Linked DNA regions of Arabidopsis thaliana: region 2 is linked to region 1. Evidence: chromatin contacts called from public ChIA-PET data. All regions are on one chromosome and are shown on one strand. Each heading gives the region's core, a stretch centred on a gene start, on an enhancer-like site or on the middle of the called end of the contact. The rest is flanking DNA. Distances are from core to core; before and after follow the strand shown. Region 1 holds the start of AL6 (alfin-like 6). Region 2 holds the start of AT2G02570 (nucleic acid binding/RNA binding protein).

What was found. ChIA-PET counts read pairs in DNA pulled down with a chosen protein or histone mark.
Region 2: an H3K4me3 ChIA-PET map of shoot shows a contact between it and region 1, with 10 read pairs. The contact joins the promoter of AT2G02570 here to the promoter of AL6 in region 1.

What each region holds. Positions count from the first base shown.
Region 1 is chr2:651,293-653,832 of TAIR10.1, forward strand. It overlaps AL6 (alfin-like 6), which reads left to right and starts at 1,272. Exons shown (of 5, transcript NM_001202573.2): 1 at 1,272-1,641; 2 at 1,816-1,848; 3 at 2,030-2,258. The coding sequence starts at 1,545.
Region 2 is chr2:699,695-702,234 of TAIR10.1, forward strand. It overlaps AT2G02570 (nucleic acid binding/RNA binding protein), which reads right to left and starts at 1,281. Exons shown (of 8, transcript NM_179596.3): 1 at 1,023-1,281; 2 at 553-621. The coding sequence starts at 1,100. CYP71B9 (cytochrome P450, family 71, subfamily B, polypeptide 9) reads left to right here and starts at 2,238. Exons shown (of 3, transcript NM_126314.3): 1 at 2,238-2,540. The coding sequence starts at 2,291.

The sequences.
Region 1 (2,540 bases), core at 22-2,521:
GTTTTTTGTCTTTGTAAATATAAGACTAATTAGGGTTTGACAAAAAAAAAAAGCATAGGACGTGCAATATTTGGTAAGAGCAGTTGTTCCCGTGATTTTGTCAGATATGACCAGCATGAACAGTTGTATGTTGTAAGAAATCAGTTCCCTTTTTCTCAATGAGAAAAACAAATTTAAACTTGACTTAACTCTCATACTAGTCTTTTTAATCCTAATTATTAACAATCTTTAATAATATATGTAATGTGGCAAAATCCTAATATATACTGACTTGAATATGATACGAAAGTACTAATTTTAAAGTTTTTTCCCTTTCTAACCGGTCGATGTAACCGTATTTGCATGTTTTCTTAGATTATTTTAAATAATATATGTCTATCACCTATATTAGTAAGTATATATTCATAGATTATAGTTGATTTTGCCCAAAGAAAAAAGAAGATTATAGTTGATTATACCACATCATTGATATTCTGTGACGAATTAGATTACAGTTGCGGTAAACGTATTCGCTAGCTAGTACGACGTGCTTAACGCAAAAATATTCAAAGATAACGAATCCGATTAATATTGGTTCGTTTCTTAATTCTTACATCTAGAATCACACATAAAAACAATAAAATAATTAAAAATTTGATGAATTTTTTATTTTTTTGAGTGATAAAAGGCAAAATGTTTTCCGTTTTTTAGTAGCTTTCTCTTTCAAAATATCTATTTCTGGTGTATATCGTGAAAAAAACTTTCAAAATACGTGAATGTGATGATCGTTGAAAACTTCAAATCTCATTTCCCCTAGGTTACTATAAAAGCCCACTATCCTTTAATGGGCCAGGCATGCTATTTCTGTACAATACAAGATGGACCTGAATGTTTTAACTTTTAACTTTTATCTTTAAGGTCAAGTTAATTGAAAACAAAAACCAAATTTGTGGATCAATTTGGATGCCTCAGCCTACGTATAAAAACATGTTTTTTTTTCGTAATATTAATGGAAATGAATATGTTAAAAAAAAAAAATACATGTTTTTTTCGTCGACACTTTTAAAAATAAAATAAAATTTAAATAAATGTCTTTGACCAAAATAAAAATAATGTAAAATTTGGGAGTGGGGAATGTAGCTCGGAAAAAAATAGGGTATGTAGATCGGAATTAATAAATAGATTTTATATTATTACATAAACAATAATAAAATACACAATGTTGTCTTTATTTAATTAATACAAAAATAATAAAATAGACAATGTTGTCTTTATTAATATTACTTCTCAGCCCCAAAATTAATCTTTGATCGGTCCCTTTTGTTTTATCGTTTTAGGGTTTGTAGCTCCTTTCTCTTTTTTTCTTTTCTCAATTTCCCCCAAATTAAAAAAAAACTCTCTCTTTCAGAGATTTACAAATTTCATTTCTCCAAATCCGAAACCCCAAAGTGAATATTTTTCCTTCTGGGTTTCTTTTGTTTGCCTGGAAACATTTGTCTCAGATTTTGATTTTGACCGGAGTACTCATATTCTCCGGCGATTTCTCCGGCGACATCGTTTGTGAAATGGAGGGAATTACTCATCCAATACCTCGTACTGTTGAAGAGGTCTTTAGCGACTTCAGAGGTCGACGAGCTGGTCTTATTAAAGCTCTCACTAATGGTCAGTTTTGGTCTGATTCTTGTTTCTCACTTGCGAATCAGAATGATAAGTATCTACAGAGTTACGATTTTGTGGCATTTGGGTTTTTCATTTGTTAAAAAAGAAGAACTTTTTTTATTTTGGGTTTCTTTTGTGAGATTTGACGATTCTGGGTTTTGTGTTTTGTTTATGCAGATATGGTGAAGTTTTACCAAACGTGTGATCCTGGTGAGTTATTTCTTCACAACTTTTAAAAAATTAGTCTTGCTTAGCTTCTATAGTTTCTAGTGAAATGTTTTGTTGAAGTTGTTGAGCTTGTATGTTGTTGAATTGTGTTGGTTAAAGATTGAGTTAGTTAGTCCTCCTCTGTGTGGTTTTTCTTTAAGGTGTTTCATTCTTGTTTATGTAGAGAAGGAGAATTTGTGTCTCTATGGACTTCCAAATGAGACATGGGAGGTTAATCTACCCGTTGAGGAAGTTCCTCCTGAGCTTCCTGAACCAGCTTTAGGCATCAATTTCGCTAGAGACGGAATGCAAGAAAAGGACTGGGTATCTTTGGTCGCAGTTCACAGTGATTCATGGCTGCTTTCTGTTGCATTTTACTTTGGTGCACGTTTCGGATTTGGCAAGAATGAGAGGTAAGGGTCCTTCTCAAGCTCAGTGTTTTTGAGTGTTGCATCTCAATTATGACAATATTGGGTGTACTCATGTGTGGTAAGGTTATAATGATCATTCTAGCATCCTCTTGTTTTGTCTATTTGTCTGATACAACAATCTCTGTGTGGATTTTTGTAACTCACGTGATCTTATTTATAGGGTCGGTTTCTGTGTAACTCTTTTTGTAAGTGGTTCCCAGTTTCTATTTTGAAGTGACTAGAGTTATGAATCGCACCAATCTGGATCAATGTTATTGAGATAGA
Region 2 (2,540 bases), core at 31-2,530, 48 kb after region 1:
TTTCTAGCAATTATACACAATATATCAGTAAAGATTTTCAGAAGTAGAACTTCAGGGATCAAACACGAGAAATCAGGAGATAGAAGCAGGCTGGCCATCATGACCCATATAAGCACACCTGCACAACACAAATAACCAAGATAGAAATGATGAATTCTTTGCTAACTCTCCTACTTTTATGTATACGCCAACAACTGCTTTTGGCTGACCCAAACTCCACTGCCGGAGTTACATGCCACTCAAAAACATACTCACCTTTCAAACCCCAGAACTGAAAGAAAACTCCACTTTATCTGCTAGCTGTTAAATGATGTTGCTATTTCAAACAACACGCAGATTCCTTCAAAAGAGGCAGGGAATAGAAACATAAAGAGCACCGTATGCAAAACCTACATGCTAAGTAACCTAATCATGTTGTGTATGCCGCAAATGCTAAAGACATAAGGATCAATGAATTTCACTCAAACTAAGGGAGACTAATAAAACGAATCCACAACAAAGATGAAAAGATTTGATCACACAAAATAAGTGATTAAAATAGGGATTGATCACCTCTTTAAGCTCCTTTTCCATGTCTGCATATTCCGAGTTCCTAGGATCCTCTGACAAAAGCTGCCTAACCTGAGACCAAAAGAGTCAAAACTTCTATCAGATAACCCAGAAGAGAAGCAAGTGTATGATCACATTCCATCACCCTACTAAAACTAAGCCAAAAGACCTATCAGAGAGACTAAAAAGGAACATAAAAACGCAGACTTTGAAATAGAACTCGCAACCCTAGTATAGTGATTAATCCGTTCACAAATCTGATTATTAATTCACAAAGGAAGAAGATACAATGAAACTTAACAACAACTCGTCAAATCAACGAATCCCTAAAAAACTATTCCTACGAACCCTAACTCAGGAACAATCACACAAAATTCAGAAACCTACATTCAATTTCTCTTCACCAATTCGAAATTCTAATCCACATACAAAATTCTGAAACAAAGAGAAGAAAGAAATCGTCTCGAACGAACCTGTTCGAGTTGTTCTTTGTAGGTAGAGATACTCGAAGCTAACTGTTCAATACTCAATTCTTCTACTCCTCCTACCATTTTTTACCCAAACTCAAAACTTCGATCTCAATTTCAGTTTCCTCTTCAGATAAATTTCCCGATAGCTCTACACTGATCTTCTTCCTCTTCTCCGATGGTTCTTTGTCGCGAAGATATTTTAAGAGAAAGAACCAAAAAACGAAGAAGCTTTATTCTAAAACAAAACAGCACGCCGTTTTTGTACCGTCCTATGGATCAAAAACGCGGCGCGTTTCTTTAATTTCATAATTAGCTCTATACTTAAGTAACTCTCATAGTTGTATCCCAAATAAATTAATTATTCAATATACCCCCTCTTCCGATCAAATTTGCAAGAAAAAAATTATGTAGGTCCATTTTGGAATTCCAACTCTTACATATCCGTAATTTAATTTAGTCCTATATCCATTTCATTCAAACATTTTCTATTGTTAAAATCACATTGAGTCTAAATAACAAGTGGCCCTTACATACATATATCGTTGACGTGTTATTTTCAAGAGTATGACCAAGTAACAATGAGACCTTCGTTTTTTTTTTTGGTTAAACAAAGAGACCTTAGTTATATGAATTGTTTGAGCTAAGATAAAGTCAAGCTTAAATATTCATAAATCTAGTAGTAGGCGATATTTAACAACATTTATATATTCGCCTACTATATTTACATGTGGTGCTAAGAAATACGACTAAGTTTTTTTTAAAAGGCAATATTTAACCCAAAAACTTATTACATAATTATTGAAATTTATAAATTTTGTTTATGTAGTGGAGACCTAGTGGTAAATCTAGTTACTAGAGAAGAATTCTTTTCGTAGTTAGATAAGCTGTCCTTGTCGCTTGCATAGTTGCATATTAAAAGACCGATGACTTTGTTGTGTACTCATTAACCAATTAATTGGGTTTCGTATATTAATTAGTAAAAGACAAGTAATGAGTACTTAAAAGACAAATTTAAAATGCAGAACAAAGATGGAGACACGATTAAGAGAAGGTAGGTCTTCGTCATTTAGACGGCTTCTTGATTCTGGTATGCATTTTTCTTTGAAATTTCCAACAAAAAATGTAATCTTTTTAAAGAAATATTGAAAACGAAATTAAAAGAGTTTAAGACAGCAATAAACAATAATGTAAGAAATGTGTATATATTTAAAGCAGGAGCTTGATTCATCAATATCACAAAGAAAACTTGAGACGTACGTTAATACGGAAAAATGGCTACGATTTGGTTTCTTTCACTTCTCTTTCTCTGTTGTATTCTCCTCGCCGCCTTTAAACACAAGAAGCGTCGGACAAATCAGCAGCAACCACCGTCCCCTCCTGGCTTTCCGATCATCGGAAACTTGCATCAGCTTGGAGAATTACCACATCAATCTCTATGGAGTCTTTCCAAAACGTATGGTCCGGTGATGCTTTTGAAGCTTGGAAGTGTCCCAACGGTCGTAGTTTCTTCTTCTGAGACGG